Regions from separate parts of the Mus musculus genome. Here region 1 is linked to region 2. The links are chromatin contacts, called in public Hi-C maps. All regions are on one chromosome and are shown on one strand. Each heading gives the region's core, a stretch centred on a gene start, on an enhancer-like site or on the middle of the called end of the contact. The rest is flanking DNA. Distances are from core to core; before and after follow the strand shown.

The links. A called contact is a pair of places that touch in the nucleus more often than the background predicts.
Region 1: a Hi-C map of cerebral cortex shows a contact between it and region 2, with 1.9 times the contacts expected there. The contact joins two enhancer-like sites. A contact is called at or near these places in 2 of 484 Hi-C or Micro-C datasets (cerebral cortex and nephron progenitors) and 1 of 9 other capture datasets (embryonic stem cells).

Annotation. Positions count from the first base shown.
Region 1 is chr15:41,675,182-41,679,978 of GRCm38.p6, forward strand. All of the region lies in intron 3 of Oxr1 (oxidation resistance 1), which reads left to right. Among named protein-coding and RNA genes, the nearest start is that of Abra, 190 kb to the right of the region's middle. Within about 2 kb of position 2,555, at least 16 of the 459 cell types and tissues checked have an H3K27ac peak or open chromatin away from gene starts, as enhancers often do. A contact at or near this core is called in cerebral cortex, where this site is marked.
Region 2 is chr15:41,491,562-41,496,188 of GRCm38.p6, forward strand. All of the region lies in intron 1 of Oxr1 (oxidation resistance 1), which reads left to right. Among named protein-coding and RNA genes, the nearest start is that of Oxr1, 46 kb to the left of the region's middle. Within about 2 kb of position 2,255, at least 35 of the 459 cell types and tissues checked have an H3K27ac peak or open chromatin away from gene starts, as enhancers often do. A contact at or near this core is called in cerebral cortex, where this site is marked.

The sequences.
Region 1 (4,797 bases), core at 1,305-3,804, 180 kb after region 2:
TGGAAATACTACATTTGGAAAATTAGTGATTCATACCTTAGATGCGGGGAAGTAGTTCCCCCCCCCCTGGGGTTTTATGAGGTACAGAAAGAGAGGGTGTCAGAGAATGCTGTAAAAGCAGGGAAAGAGGTTCAAATACGAAGAACACCTAGAGAAGCCAGGAAGAGGGTAGAATCGTCAAAGGCACTGGATCAGAAATGCATAATGAAATGGAATAAGATGCCAGGAGACCGACCAAGCCCAATGCTGTGCCTTGCATTAGCCATTGGCAGTGTGCATCACCTTACAACATCATCGTCAGTGTACAATCTTTTCCTTAGCAAAGGCACAAAATGAGTCTTATGAAAAATGACTTTTCTGAGATCTCAAGTAGAATAGATGGAATAAGTCTGCCTTCTGTCCACGAGCTGTATTCTACACCCTTCTGTTTAGTCTTTGATAAACAGAGCACACTATTTCACTCATTTAATAGATTGCCTTTCCACGACCTGCAGAGTTGATGCTCTAGATATGTATAGTCTGTTTCAAAGCTAAGGCTATGCTTGGAGACTCTTATGAATATCCCAACCTGAAATCCTAAAGCAAAAGAAGTTTATAAGGAAACAAATGAGTAAGTGTCCTAAAATGTTTGTTAGCGGATGGCAACACCCAAGGATGGAGAACACAGAACTTAAGTGCTCCAAGAAATATGAGCAGAACTTCTTAGACATGAAATTATTATAAAGAACTTTAAAAGTTCAGAAAAAGATGTTTTTCTTCCAAATCTATATTTCTGCCAAGGGTTTTTATTTTGAGAAAATTACACATATGCATATATTTGCATAAATACAATCATGGAGTTATTGGTTTTAGGAAATTTCCAGTGTGGTTTATAAGCTTTGTTGTTGATTTTTTTTTTGTTCCTTTTTAAATTCCAATTCTCTTCTGTAAAACCGTCATGGCATTACTGCATATCATTAAAGCCCCCTTAAATATTTCAAATCTGTTATGCAAATAGGTTTTTTTTTTAAAAAAATCTCATTATTTGGCTTAAGGCCAAAGTGATGAAGGAAATATGTCCATATTAACTCTGGGTGACATTTTCTGGCATTTTCTCGGTTTCATGTTGATGAGTTATTCCATTGTTATAGGGTCAAGATTTTAATGATGCCGATGAGATAATATAACAGATATTATATGAACAGCCATGTAGTATTAATTATTAATTATGGTTGGCATGGAGTTGCTTCCTGCCTCAATGGTTGATGTTCCCGAATAAAAAACACAGTCTTTACATTTTAATATACCTTAAGCAGCACAACAGCTGGTTGATTACCTAGGCTCTATGCTGCTAGAATCTTGCTCCTGCCGATAATTTTGAGTTAATACTCACTAGTTTCTATGTTCCATCTTGGTCGCTCTGGACCCCTCTGGGCCATGCTTTCTCGGCTCAGAGCCCAGGGTGCCCACCTTGCTTCTCTACCCCATGGTAGCCGCTGAGTCTCTCCTCTTTCTACAATCTCCCAAAGCATGGTGGATCTCCTTCTTCCTCTCCTCCTGATCCTAAGTCCAGGAAATCCTAAACTCCAGCCTCTGTCTGTCCTCCCCAGCTATTGGCTGCTGCTATCTTTATTTACCGATCAGAATCAACTTGGGTCGGGTTCCCAGAAGCTACTTGTAGTGCGGACCCTCTAGTGCAAACTGGTCTGGGAGACCGCATTAATATTAAACTACAAATAGCCACATACCCAAGAAAAGGAAAGGATTCTGTAGAGATTATATGTTTAAAGCATAATGAACAGCTACTGTCATTTTTAGACCATGGAACTAGCTTTTAATGGCAGTAAGTGACTGCCTCCCGGTGGGTGTTTAATGGTGAGTTGATTCTACCTTGACCATGACTCCCTTAAGAAAGCAAAATGTAACTTTAAGAATTTAAGCAAGAAGAAACTTCAGACAAGTAGTTATATGCCTGCAGAGCTATAAAAGGGCTGGTGATGGAGGGTAGGGAAAACTGATGCTGCTTTTCAAAGACCAGGAAGTGCCAGAATAAGTAGGAGCTCCTGGCAGGGGTTCTAGGCCTCCATGGCACTGATGAGGAAAATTGGTACCGATTTCAGGGAGCCCTGCAAAGGTCTGATCTCTGCGCCCGTTAGGCCTTTATCATTAAAGGAGGAAAGCAGTGGTTTCCCGTGGTCTGCTTTCAAAGGCCTTTCGAGTACCTTTCCATGGTGGAATCTAAAGGCAAGCTTTACTTACAGGAGAATTTAGAAAAAATATGGAGTTGGTGCCTCTAAAACCTCTAGGTCATTTTGTATACATTCAGTGAAGCCTGCACTGTGCCATGCTTGAGAGAGCACGCTGGATAGTTGTATGTGTTATTGTAGATAATCTCATTGGCACTGGCTTAAGCAATGTTGACAGAATTAACATTCTAAATATTTGCACGTTCATTCTTATCCTGCTTCGTAACTGGGGCAAAGAAGAAAATCTTCTTCTGAATGATTCACAGGATGATAGTCTTAACAAAACACGAATCCAAGGAGAAAGAGATCTGCGCAGCACACAAATGGAAAGCAAGTTCCCTAGCAACCGCGCATGCGTGTGCCCAGCCTTCCGCAGTCCTTTGCCTTTATGAGCATTCTGTTAACAAGCATCATCCTGGTAAAGGGGGGAAGCAGGCAAGAATGTTTCAAGATTTTCCATTAGTGTAAGTTTTAGAACATCAAAGAATAACACTAGTTATTCAAATGTTCCTTTAGGTGTATCTGAATTGTTCCTATTGGAATCAATTAAACTTGTGGACCTACTACCAGTGAGAAGTCACTGAGCAAAAGAGACGCTGTTTACCTTAGGATGTCGGATTACATTTGATTGACATACAGCCCTGCAAATGTGTTTTTCTTCATGTCTCTATATAAATATAAAGAAAAGAAGTGTAACTTTAAAATTTACCACAGGAGCAAGTCTGTCTAAGGACTTTTAGTTAACAACCCACTTTGTTTAGTGCACGATATCCAAACTGATATTAATCCAACCATTTCTATATAAAATTATGAATGAAATATTTTCTTTAAAAAATGCAGTAGACCTGTTTTTATTGGACACTTCCATAGAGATAATAATTTCTTTTTAAAATTATTTTATTGAATTTATTTATTTATTTATTTATTTATTTAGTGTGCATGTGTGTGTGTGTGTGTGTGTGTGTGTGTATCTGTACATACATGCATGTGTGCCTTGAAGCATGTGTTGGGGTCAGATGGTGACTTACAGGAGTCAGTTCTTGCCCACCATGCGAGTTTCAGGGACCAAACTCAGGTCATGCTTAGCAGCAAGTGTCTATTCCCACTGAGCAGTTCACTAGCCTGGAAGAGCCTTCCTTCTAAATTTCAATACCATAGCCACATAGCAGTAGCTCTTAACCTGTGGTTTATAACCTCTTTGGGGTTGAACAATTCCTTCACAGGGAGTCACCTAAGAACATCAGGAACCACAGATATTTATATCACAGTTAATAACAGTAGCAAAATTACAGATATGGAACAGCCACAAAAAATAATTTTATGTTTGGGGTTCACCACAACATAAGAAACTATATTAAAGGGCCACAGAATTAGAAAGATTGATGACCAATACCCTATAGCATACTGAATTTGTACTAATCTCTTGATGGACAATTTGACTGCTTCTTCCTTCAGGCTATTTAAAGAATGCTGTTATCAGTATAATACAGTTAAGAAAATAACTGTGTCACCTTTCAGTTTTCTTGGTGATGCCTTAAGGTTTTGAAGAGCCACCATACTTCTCACTGTACCACTGTATAGACTACTGTATATATACATTGTATATACCAGTAGTGATACGCCAGAATTCCAAATTTGCATGCCCTTGCCAACACTTCTTTCTATATGTTCCTGTTTCAGTATTAGGGCTCTTATGTGCATGAAATGGTATGAATCAGATTTTTGTTTTTAAAAATAAAGTATCTTTATTAATTTCTTGAGAATTTTATATATGTATTCACTGTATATGACCTGGAGAAGGTCCTTAGCTATTATAATTGAAATATAAATAAATTATATTTGCTGTAGCTGTAAACAAATATCATAAAAGAAGCAACTTAAGAGAAGAAGGTTTTATTTGGAACTACATTTTTAAAAGGAATAGCCATCATACTGCGGGAGGCATGGTGGCCAGCAGGAGTATGAGCAGCTGATTCCACTGTGTCTGCAGTCAGGAAGAAGACAAGTGACAAGCTAGACTAATAAACTTCCAAAGCCACCATCAGTGAATCAACTTCCCCCACACCGGATCTGGACTTAATTTTTGGAGTTCTCGAAGTAGTTGAGGATCCAGTGGTAACGTAGTCTGTAAGTGTTTGAAAATGTGTCTAAAACCAACAGCAGAAAAAGACTTCCTTGCCTAAACATCCATCATAGAATCCTTGCCCTTCGCTGCAATTGATCACAAAACGAAAATAGTCGCAGCACATCTGTGAATGTCTTAAAGTGGAATGAAGGAGTTACTCTGTTTTCAGGCATGATTGCAACAGCCTAAAACCGCAAAGACATGACCATTTGGAAACAACAGCAACAGAGCAGCAGCACTGTGAATCTAAGACGTGCGAATTAGAACATCTTACACAGGCAAAGCTTCTTGAAGTGAAGGAAATTCTACAACCCCCCCCCATCTTTCCCCCATCATCAAACATATCAAACACTCTTCCCCATTACATTCATCTTTACCTATACAGTAAACTCCCAAATAATCTAGATCCCCCTTTTTGGCCCTGGTGTTCCCCTGTACTGGGGCATA
Region 2 (4,627 bases), core at 1,005-3,504:
GAGGCCATTCTGTTTTACCTTCAACATCGACTCAAACAAGCAAACAGACAAAAACCCAAAGCTTTTTGCTTTATTCATTAGATATAGTCACACATGGACTAATAAAAATATCTGGAGACCTTAGTTTTCCAGGATGGAATATCTACAAAATAATGACATACTTTATACTTTGAATACTTCCGTCAATCTTCATTAAAAAGAACATTCACTGGAGACATCCAGGGCTGTTTGGAAAATCCTGCCACATTATGTTTTATGTAATATCTGCTGTCTTTCCTCTCTTGGTTGCTGGAGATTCATTTACTTACTGTAATGATCCTAATGAAGGTAGATAGTTAAACTCACAGTATTAAATCATATTACTCTTTCTTTGTTAATGTGCATCCCTGTAAGGATTCAGAGTTAAGCTGCTCTGGTACAGGTGAGTCTAGGGAAGTGGGTGGCTCAGTGTATTTGTTTTCTCTTTCAAAAGATTAAAATGAGTAACTTCAATTTTTAAACATTATTGTGGACAGTTTTTTTTCTTTTTTAATGAAATTTAATCTGAACATGATTAAGAATACAGATTCAATAGTACTTCATTTTGGCTCAAGTGGACATTCTGCATTTAAGATTTGATTTTAAATATAGATCAGTTTATTGATGAATTTTACATAAAGGCTAATCAAGCTTAGTGTGGATTTCTCACTGGCTCTTGACCTAGATGACTTTCTAGCTAGGATGCCATCAGAGCACACAGAGACACGCAGGATGAGGAAGAACGGAACGATCCTCCTGTACACATCAGAGTGCTTGCTGAGAATTCCTATTTTGAGCAGCTCTGGAACTCAGCTGCTATGGCAGGACACCTCCGTTGTACCCTTCTGTAAGGGACCTGCCATTACTCTCTCTCCACTGACCATTTTTCCAACAAACACCTTTTAATAGCTCAAGAGTTTGTGTTGTTGTTAGCTAACCTACTAAAACTGAGAAACTAGGTTTGCATTCATCTATACAAAGTATATCCAAAAACCCTGTCTTTCACTTGTAAATTCGGATACTAGAAAAAAAAAAAACAAAGAAAATGAACTAGTTATATAACTAATCAAATTAGATGAGGAACAATAAGGTTAATATATGCCAAGAGGCCACAGCAGATAAACATGGCTGTATTAATCCACAGTAGTCCCTTTTGCATAATTTATGTATCCTGAGTATCTATACTGCTTATATACCTACAAAGAATTCTGCCCTAAATGTAATGAAATCAATCCTATTAATTGAAAGAAAATACTATAGCCTTTAAAAATTCTAGACCCAGGGCCTTAGAAATGCCAAGGAAGTCCGCTACCACTGAGTTTTATTTCTAGCTTTAAAAACTGTGTTTTGTGATATTTACTGTTATGATTATTTGCTTCAATTTAACTGGTTGGAAGAGTCGTACCATCTCTCTGAGTGGCAGTCTTCCTTGCTGAGATCTCTTTGGCAGCCTCTTGGAGCTTCAGAGAAAGTTTTGAATTTCATTGGGTGGTATCTGCCCCCCTGTTTGTCTTACTGGCAAGACTTCTGGTATCTTTCTTTGTTTCTGAATCAAGCTGATTTTCTTCCCTCCTCCTCTTCCTTACCACACTCTTTTATTCAATATATACATATATATATATATATATATATATATATATATATATATATATATATATATACACACACACACACATACACATATATATTTCTGTTTCTAAGTGGTTGGAAAGTGAGGACAATTTTTTAAATATAGTTTTCATCACTGGAGCCAAGTCAAATAGCAAATCTCTCTGTAGCTGTCATTTAACAATTGAGGAAGCCTCCCTCATTTATCAATTGAGGGAGGAAGGATTCAAGTTACTCCTTCTTTTGAATGAGTATATTTATCTTACTGCCTAAGTAGGTGGAGTTCATATTTCTAGGAGCTTCTATGTTCCCAAGGTCACTCACAGTCGCATGTGCGACCCACAGTCTTTATCATAACCCAGGGGTTTTGTAATGATTCTTTATCCAATTTATTAAGCTGACTTGGCTGCATCATACCATTTTCTGGAAACCAATTGCTTTGCAGTCTCTTCTTTCCTTGAGATTTTTTTCAGCAGAAGTAATTTAGGGTTGGTGTCGGTCCAGAAGCCTTCTGTGGAGTGATGGTGTTGAAATGGAGCCAGTGATGTGGCAATGGAATGGTGCCCAGAGAAAAAGATGGCAAGACATCGACCTCCCTCCTCAAGGGGCCAGAAGGGCAAGCTGTACAGAGACTTGCTTTGTCTACGGAAAATCACAGCCCACTAAAGCAGCTCACGTTCCGAATGGTGACTGGCCTATTTTGTGTGCAGAAGGAAAGCAATTTCATGGAAAAGGACAGTCCTTTCAGAGAATTAAAGTTTTTGCCTTGGTTGGGATCAAAGACACCAAGCACATCTTCCCCACCCGAAGGAGAGCAATTAACGCTCGTTCTTTCGAAAAGAGGAAAGTCAAACTCCAACTCCAAGGGAATTTTAAAAAGGCCTTTTTCTGGTGAAATATGACAGTTTGCAGAAAACTTTTCTGCTTCCATTTACCCTTTCAATGAGGAAACTTATCTTCCTGACAAAAATTGTATTAACAGCAGCTATAGCCATCTCCCCTCAGGCCATGTTGTAGAGGAATATTTGAGAGGATATCTCCCTAAAGATAAATGGTTTCCTTGGTAGCCTCCAGCGGAAGGAAGAAAGGCGTTCCTTTATTTGTTACACTGTAGACTTTCTGTGAATAGGCCAGTTAGCCCAAGTGAAAACTCAGCAGAATGGTTTGCTGAGTGATGAAAAGACCTTCAGATTTGCTCCCCACCTCAATTTAAGTTAGCAGCAGGACCATGAGTGAGTGATTATAGTCTCCATCTCTTTCTCCCTCCCTCCCTCCCTCCCTCCCTCCCTCCCTCCCTCCCTCCCTCCCTCCCTCCCTCCCTCTCTCTTTCTACATTAAATACATTTTGAGACGTGACCCTTTTGTGGTCTGGTGGGAATTTGAGGAACTAAATTTGTTGGTTTTCTGGAGTGTGCATCTTCATTTGGACCTTGTGCTTGTGGGTGTTAGAGCTGAAGTAGTGACTATAGCCATTCAATGATGGCAGTTACATTGAATATCACCTGGTGAGGCCTCCTAAGTCCCTGTTTGAGTACACCTGGCCCATGGAGTGGCACTGTTTGGAGGTGTGGTGGCCTTGTTGGAGTAGATGTGCCACTGTGGGCTCAGGCTTTAAAACCCTCATCCTAGCTGCCTGGAAGCCAGCCTTCTCCTAGCTGTGTTAGGGACAAGATGTGGAACTCTTAGCTCTTCCTGCCCCATGTATGCCTTGATGCTGCCACATTCCCACCTTGATGATAATGGACTGAACCTCTAAACCTGTTAACCAGCCCCAATTAAATGTTGTCCTTTATAAAAATTTCCTTGGTCATGGTGTCCGTTCACAGCAGTAAAACACTAAGACAATCCACATTGTGGATGTGCCTAGGTGTGTTCATATCACCCTGTGGAATGTTCTAGACTGATTTTTACTGGACTTCACTATCTTCTTTTCCAAGCTTCACAGATATTTTCTTCTCTCACTTCCTGCTCCTGCCTTGGTATCTCATCATTGATTTTATACATCCCTAAGTAGTTGTTTTTATCCATGTGTTCTGCTTATATCAAAGACAGGATGAGAATAATCTTATAATGGGGGAGGGGTGGGATTATCAGCCCTACGGTTTACTATTTTAGCAGCTGACCTGGGAAACGTCAGTTACCTCACTCTGCCTGTAACAACGCTAATCAAGTGTTAACCTAGAACTCAGAGGACACCGTACATTATAAACTAAGAGTCCCCTCAGTATCCTTCCTCTCTACCAGCAAGTTCTTAAGGATAAGAAAAAACAAAACAAAACACTGTCTTCACAATGATCATTCTTTTTCACTGCTGAAAGTACCTTTCTCCTTTCCTTGATTTTTTTTTTACTTCATGCTTGATGAATTCTTGCATTATTGATTGCTCTCAGCATTTGACAGCTGAAAATATTAGCATGCAAAAGATGTAATAATACAAGTCTATTGAAATTTATGTGGCAACAGCACTTAAAAAAAACCTCTAGTATCCATCTTAACTCTGTAAATTATATGTTTAAAGCAATTGATTGATGTATAGAGTGGGTTTGAAATCACAACTTACAAAGCAGAGCTTCTGGAGCGTTTCATCGGTTGATGCAACAAATGACATTAAGTACTTTTTCTTGGTAGTGTATTAATCTCACAGGTCACGTTTCAACCAAAATAATGTATGCTATAGCTTGACTTGGGGTACACATTTATTTTCCTTCTGCAGTTTACTTTACAAAGCAGACGTTGGTGAAGTGGACCTGAGAATGACAGCACAGGTGGCCTAAGGGGCCCCTGAAGCAGGGGAGAAGTGGAAGTTTCCAAGTAGAGCTACTGAGGGAGGGTGGCCGTGTTGGGAGGCCCAGTGCATCTGAACAGCTCTGGGTTTCACTCAGTACCAAGGATAAACCTCTTTTTTAAAGGTGTTTTGGAAAGCCTCTGGGAGTGTGAAAGGAGTGAAACGGCACCAAGAGTGACGAGAGAGAGAGAGAGAGAGAGAGAGAGAGAGAGAGAG